Linked DNA regions of Mus musculus: region 1 is linked to region 2. The links are chromatin contacts, called in public Hi-C maps. All regions are on one chromosome and are shown on one strand. The core of a region is the stretch at or near the end of the contact, and the rest is flanking DNA. Distances in the headings are between cores, read along the strand shown.

Region 1 (3,679 bases), core at 687-3,186, 39 kb after region 2:
AGGGTCACAGGCTGAACCTCCGGAAGGCCAGGCTGCCCTGATAGGCAGCGTCAGGGGCTGCCTCACCTCTGAATCAAGGCTGCCCTTCAGACAGGAGGCAGTAAAGGGGAGAGTGGGGGTGTAGCTGCAGGTGAGAAGCAAGCAGGGTTGAACAGCCCCGACCTCTGATGGGCCCCAGTCTGGTGGGTCCTCTATCACCGCCTCAGTAGCCCATTTAGGAGCATCTGGCCGTGTCGTTTGGTTGCTAATGACACAGGAGAGGCAGCAGGTAGTTGGCTATGTTAACACGTCATTTATTCTACATCGATAATTACGCTTTGCAGCCAGGGATGATAGCACTGTCCTTCAGCCCTCTAGTACAGGTGCGCAGAAATAAAGGACCCAGCGCCTCAGCCAGGTGAGCGGCAATAAAGGCTCTTGGGGCTCTTCTTTGACCAAAGTATGGCAGAGATGAGACACCAGGCAAAGCCCTGAACCTGAGGGAGACGATCTCCAGAGTTCACCGTCCCGCCAAGAGGACGTCTGAGAGCGGGCTCAGCATGCTGGTTCCACGTGAACCTTGGCGGCGGCAGCATGCGTGAAGTATAGGAATTCAAAGCTAAGACGGTGGGGATGCTGAAAAGAAACGATTCCGCTGCCCTGGAATCTATGGGGTGGGGGTGGATGCTCCGTGCCAGGGAGCCTTGGCTAATGTGGTCATGGTAAGAGGAGAGGATTAAACTGACAGGTGAACAGAAGCAGAGAAGAGAGGGAGGGAGAAGGAGGCATCTGTTCTGACCTTTAGGACAGAGGGATTTAGAGAGAGGCAGGATGGACCTGAGCTACACAGGAGGAAGGCATGGTTCCTGACTCGGAGTAAACATATTGCCCTACCTTGGGCTTCCGACAAAGTGTCTCGCATGAACCACGGCACTATAGTGATCCTGTCAACCACAACTAGGCTGAGGTCCCTGCCTGGGTGCAGCACCTCACCCTCACCCCCATCCCACTCTAGGAGAACAAGGCTTAGCCACCAGCTCAGACACCTGCATTAGGCTCCTCCCAAAGAGCAACTTGGAGCAATTTTGCCTCCAGGTGAAGGGACTATGTGTGTGCTTAATGCCAAGGGCTTCAGAGAGAGAGAGAGAGAGAGAGAGAGAGAGAGAGAGATCTGTCCCTTTAACAACCTGTTACCTGGTCACCCAAGATACTACCTGCTGCTGTTCTGATGCATTTTGCTTCCCTGCTGAATCTAGGAGCTCAGCAAGGCCCAGCTGGGATGCAAGCAGGGTTCCCAGGGCCCTTCTGGGCATCCCTCAGTGAGCACACCACATCCTCAAAGGGGGTGGGGGTGGGGGTTGGGGGGTGGGGAGGAGGTGCAGCCAGGCCTGGCACTCGGAGGACAGAAATGATAAACAGAAGAGATGAGGGAAACATCACTCAGGCCCAGGCCATGGAGATGCAAAGTGTGGCCACAGGGCCTCAGCAGCTCTTTGCTAAAGATTGTGGGAGGAAAGAGAGACAGTTGCCCTTGACACTCAGCTGGAAACAGAGCCTTTTGGCACTGGTGCCCAAGGGGGATGATAGAGTGATGGCCACTTTGTTTTTTAAACTTCCACCAGCTGTTTAGATAGAGGTTCCTACTGGAGTCAGGAGGAGGGATGGGTGAGGGAGAGGCTACAGGGTTTCCGTGACAGACATTTTGGGAGCCAAGTAGAGCATCCTGGTTGTGGCCAGGACACCTTCAAATCCCTCCCTAACCTCATGATCTAATTTCTCCAAGGATTAGGCCACCAGGCACCTGGCATGGGGGCAAGGGACAAATATAGATGGCGTGATAGTGCTGAGTCACGCTTCCCCTGTTTGGGAAACAGAGAGCTAATTAAGTTACCAAGAAGAGGAGGCGGCAGTGGAAAAAAACTCCGAGATGCTCCCAGAGCTCAGAGACAGTGAGTCAGAGGAGCACGTGGACAGAACCTGGTCCACAGAGCTATCCTGGGGAATCTAGGGCCCATAGGGCACCCCTCACATTCCAGAGGACCAGAAGAGGCCCAGCAAGCCTCAGAGGAAATGGCAAAGCCCAAGAGGTGGTTGCTCTGCCATCTGTAGCCCAGTTTGGTAGCCATCCCTGTCCAGGGCTCCTTCCCAGACTCCTGCCTCAAATCCTGAAGCTGTGGAGTGGCCTTGACAACAGAGGAAGTGAGTTCAAGAATGTAGGACAGGCAGGCAAGGAAAGTCAAGGTCTGAGCCACTACTGAGCAAGGCTAAAGCGCTTGACTTTAAACACACTGCCAAATAACACCTATTCTGGGACCGACCCTTGGCAGGATCAGCATAAGGGTGGGTCAGGCCCATCCCAGCCCCTAAGGAGCCCAAGTCTCGATCCTAAGTGTCACATTCAGACAAGTAGCACAGCTGGAGGCAGGGTAGTGGGCTTCTCTCTTCAGCTTGTATGCCAGGCAGGGTCCTCCGTCCTCTTCCAGCACAGGACCCCTGGAGGCTCTGAGAATAATAAATCCTTCCAGACCTCTTCTTCACGCGAGTGTGTAGGGCCCCTGACTCCTAAACACTTCCCTCATGTCCTCCTCTGCTCAGCACTTCCTTTGGCAGGCTTGGGTTGCCCCCCACGCCTGAGACGAAGCACCTCAGTCAGAAGTGTGAGAGGAGGGCTGAGGTACCATGGACTCGCTGTGCCCACCACAGCCAGCCTCATACACAACGTCTTCGCTGATAGACTTTTTCCATTGCCTCGGAGGGCCACCAGGGACACACTAACTTTTAATGTGAGTCTGGGAGGGTCTGTCAGGAAGATGGTCCCCCTCTCATAATGCTCCCACTTGCTGTCCCCTCAGGGACAGAGTCAGGCTAGGCCAGAATCCTGGGTCTCCTGCGTGCTCCGCTACAGGTGTGAACCATCAAATCATGTTCAACAGAAGGCTTCACACTCCCTTCTGGGAGCCTCATTCTCAGACTTAATGTGAACACGGCAGTCAGAAGCAAAAGCCATCATGAAGCTCGTCCCTACGGATGGGTGTTCAAGGAAGAGAAGGGTGTCAGAGCACATGGGTGACAGACCAGTCTGCCACCACCCTATATCCCTCTCACCCAGGTCTCCTCGTGCCATCCATGCCCAGCCCTAAGTGACATGCCTTTGCCCAGGCTGCTCTCCCTTCAGCTCTCCAGTGCCAGGTTATAGTCACAGACTTTCCGTGAAAGAATTCTGTGTGCACTCCAGGCATGGCCTCCATCTCAGCTCCCAGGCTCAGAGCTTGCAGCATCCAGTCTGCCACCCTGGGTCTGCTGCCCTGTGTCTGCCATCCTGTGGCCAGGAAAGCAGCTGGCACTCAGTTATCACATGCCAGCTCCAAGCAGCAGGTCACAGCACAGGTCAAAACTGGATATAGGCTACTAACTAGCTGGCTTTTGGGTGTGGCTCCCAAGGGCAAGTATGACATCATGCGTGTCCCACTGGCTAATGCCAGTCACCTGCCCACCCATTACTGCAAGGGAGGCTTGAGAATCTATAGGCTAGTGGCCAAGCCACCAGAACTCAGGGTTTCTGTGCCTGGGGACGATGAGGAGAGATGGACAGTTGCCTCTGTCCTTCACCCCTCGGGTGTTCCACCCTGCCTGAGCTAACCTGCTGGGCTCTCCTGCACAGAGCCTGGGAAACGTCCTCTGTGTGTCTCCCAGCCCAGCT
Region 2 (3,641 bases), core at 781-3,280:
ACACCTTATATCAAAGCCCAGCTCCGCAGCCTGCCTTGCACAGGTTGCTGGCTGAACCCATATTTATCATTTGAAAAGGTGACAATGACTGTCACCAGAGCAGGCCAGTCTTATTCCTACGCTCTTAACACATCACAGGAGAAAGCTACTATCGTCAAGCCCATTTTAAAAATGAGAGAGCTGAGTCTCAATAAAGCTCATTAGCTAGGTCACTGTCTCATACAAGTTCATAGCAGAGCTCCCCTTGACCCCAAGGTCACTTGACCTCTGGGAGGGACTTCTGCCCATTAGAGAGCAGGAAAGGTTTAATGGTGCTTGGCCATGGAGTGTGCCTAACAAAGACAGTTATGGTCTCTATGCTGCATCTGACACAGAGCTTAGAGCATGTTGCACTGTGTATCTTGCACTAAGTAGGAATTCAATAAAAGGTATGACTCCTGAGACGCCTTGAGAACTTTGAGGACTGTACTGGGCTGGATTTGAAATTGTTGATAAACATTAAGCGCTCCTTACCTTTGTGTAGTAGGAAGCAAGTGAGTAGACACAGCCACGGCCCTGATTCTGTTCAGAAAATGCCTGGCAGAGGATGTAGGGCAGAGAGCCTTGCATCTCCGGCTGCTGCATCCAGCAGGACCACTGGGTGTGACTGGACTGCAGTACCAGATTTCACGGAGAGATGGCGCCCTTCCCTAACAGTTGTAATTCGCTGGCATCTGACCCAAACTGGAGGCACCAATGAATGCCATGCATTAACCAGAGAAACAACTCCAATTGACTTCTTGAGCCAGCAGGGCTCACGCCCAGCACTCGGGCCAGGGTCATCTTGGCTGTTGACGTTTTCTCTGCAAATGAGGACTGAACACAGAGAGACAAGCCCCCGGAAGATGTCATATCCCTCTTGGCAGACCCCAGGAGGCCTGCCTTTGTTCTGACATCTCTTCCTGGTCTATAATTGACCAGGTGGGAAAGAGCGCAGGGGTAGGGGGCTGCGAATAGGCTGGCTTTCCCTGCCCGGGACTGGAACAACTTGGAGGAATGCCTGCAGAAACTGGCTTTCCTCAGCTTAGAGGGCTTGCTTCAAAGTCAAAAGCACTATGAAGTTGTGTTTGCCGGCTGTTCTGTTTTGCTGAGACTTACAAGTCTTGGCACAGATACTGCTGAAGCTTGCCTGGCCCTGATCTGGGTCCCTGCGAGGGACCCCTGTCCATCTAAGCCTACAGCATAGACGCCAGATACTCTAACCCCGCCCCTCCCCGCCCCCCGTGCATGTACCATACCCCACAATCATGGGTGTGGCCCCTCTAGTTCCTCCTGAGCCCTATGCTTCCAGCAGCTCCTGACGGTAGGTTGGCACACTCTCTCTCCTTCATCCTCTACTGTGCACAGCAGGCATACCGCCCCCCTCCAGTCCCTCTCTGTTTAAACCTGCTCCCACAAGCCCAGGGTGTTCCCCCGCTAGGACTTCCAACTGTCCCCTCCTTCTGAGGTAGTTGTCCAAGGTTCCCAGCAGTGTCTCTCACTTTGTAGCTACCTCTTTACTCCTGCGCTGACACTGGAGACTCCACCCAAGCTACTCTTTCCTGCTGGGGCTCAGGAGACACCCCAAACTGACTGGACTTAGTCCACCAGGGAAGGCAAGCCCAGCAGCAGGGGAGGAGACCCTTGACCACAAGCAGGCCGGGCCTGGGCGAGACAAAACCGTGAGGGTGACCGAGAGAGCTGGGCGAGGGGGTGTTCTGTGGATGGGTGCCATGCGAGATTCTTGAGGTTTTATATTTTTTTTTTACGATTTGTGGCGGCGTTTTATCCGTCCTCCTGGGTGACCCTAACTCTTCGGCCGACCGGTTTGCAGACCTCGCTGCCTGCAGCCAGGGGGCGTCGCGGAGCCGGAGCTCGGAGGAAAAATCCACCCATTTCCTGGGCAGATTGCGTCGGCCGCCGCCCGGCCTTGTCCCCGCCCCCCGGCCGCGGCCCCCGCGCACAGCCCGCGCCGCGCTCAGAACCCGGTGGCCCTTCTCGAGAGCGGAGCGCGCGGGGACGCTGCAGCGGCGGGCAGCGCGGGCAGGCAGCGCGCGCCGGGCAGGGCCGCCTGGTCACCTCCCGGCGCCGGGGCGGCGCGGCGATGGCCAGTGCGCACAGGGAGGCAGAGACCGGCGGGCGGCGGCGGGCAGAGGGGGCGCGGGGACGCGGCCGGGCGCCCCTGCCCGCCGTGGTGCCCGCCGCCTGAGGCTGCCCGGGGCGCGGGAGCCGGCGCCGGCGCGGCGCGGGCGCAGGAGGCCACTCGAGGCGCGATGTCGGTGCCGCTGCTGAAGATCGGGGTCGTGCTAAGCACCATGGCCATGATCACCAACTGGATGTCCCAGACGCTGCCCTCGCTGGTGGGCCTCAATACCACCCGGCTTTCGGCCGCCAGCGGCGGGACGCTGGACCGCAGCACCGGCGTAAGTGCGCCCGCCTTGAGCCCTCGCGGCCCCTCCTCCCTCCTGCCTCCTCTCGGGTCGAGCCCCGGGCTGGCCCGGCGGTGCGGCACAGGATGGGGTCACCCTGGGAGGGAGGGTTACAAGGGCCGGGGTCACGAGCCCACCCTCTGCCCTGCAGCCAAGCAGTGCCTTCAGCTGCGGCCGCCACTCGCACTCTGGCGTTTCGGGGCGATGCTTTTTGCTCCCAGTCCCCCGGAGGGGCTTGAGGACACCTGCTTTGGTGATGGTGGGAGGGGTTCAAAGTCCAGAGTCCTCGTTCACTAATATTAGAAAATCTTTCTTTGCAAAGCTTAGGAAACTGAAGCTAGGGACTTGGGGACTTAGCCAAGGTCACTCAGCAAGTAAGGGGTGGAGGTGCTGCTTAAAACCCTTTGTGGGCTAGGTCCAGCCAGGACTCAGCTCGCCCTACTTTGTAAAAGACGGACTGGACCAGTGCAGAGTGGGGCCCAAGGCAAAAGACCAGAGCTTGTGATCTCACCTGAGCCCCCCAAATCCCAAGGGACCCTTCCGGTCTCATCTCGGTTGGAAGATCTCAGCGTGCACTCTGGAGGAGGTTGAGAGGAGCTGGGCGGGACCCAGCTGCCGATCTGTCTTCACCCACCCCTCTCTACTGGCCTCTGACACGGAAATCGAATCTCCATGTCATCGGCAGCCTGCGGATGGGGAGCTATGGCTGGGGGTTGGGTGGAGGGTCTGGATAAGGCTGACTTCCATGATAGATGGAGCAGGCTGAGCAGAGACCACCCTTAAGTCAGGGGCCACTGGAAAGGGACCCTGGCATAACCTTCTCAGTGGAAAGGACAGGTGAGGGACCATTCTCCTCCAGTTTGATCCCAAGAGCTGGGTGGTGTGACCCACCACCACCACCACCACCATCTATCACTCTTGTAGGGTCTGCCTCTCCTGTTGTTTTAAAAAGAGTTTTCCTAGTGCCCTGGTACTGGGAGTGGTGTCCCACTCCTTAAATCCCAGAGGCAGGTGGGTCTCTGTGAGTTTGAGGCCAGCCTGGTCTACAGAGTGAGTTCCCTGACATTCAGAGCTGCGTAATGAGACTCTGTCTCAAAAAAAAAAAAAAAAAAAAAAAAGCCAAACAAAAATATCACCATGAGTTTCCCTGATAAGGATTTTGGATGCTTGTGTCCTAAGCTGGATGAATGAAAT

What was found. A called contact is a pair of places that touch in the nucleus more often than the background predicts.
Region 1: a contact with region 2 is called in a Hi-C map of myocytes, with 3 times the contacts expected there. The contact joins the enhancer-like site here to the promoter of Olfm1 in region 2. A contact is called at or near these places in 10 of 484 Hi-C or Micro-C datasets (the N1E-115 cell line, cerebellum, cerebral cortex and 6 more), 5 of 115 datasets of contacts at active chromatin or transcription factors (bone marrow-derived macrophages and embryonic stem cells) and 2 of 9 other capture datasets (liver and pancreatic islet).

The regions. Positions count from the first base shown.
Region 1 is chr2:28,242,990-28,246,668 of GRCm38.p6, forward strand. No RefSeq gene overlaps it. Among named protein-coding and RNA genes, the nearest start is that of Olfm1, 39 kb to the left of the region's middle. Within about 2 kb of position 1,937, at least 71 of the 459 cell types and tissues checked have an H3K27ac peak or open chromatin away from gene starts, as enhancers often do. A contact at or near this core is called in the N1E-115 cell line, bone marrow-derived macrophages, embryonic fibroblasts and 2 more, where this site is marked.
Region 2 is chr2:28,203,659-28,207,299 of GRCm38.p6, forward strand. It overlaps Olfm1 (olfactomedin 1), which reads left to right and starts at 2,031. Exons shown (of 6, transcript NM_019498.2): 1 at 2,031-2,441. The coding sequence starts at 2,292.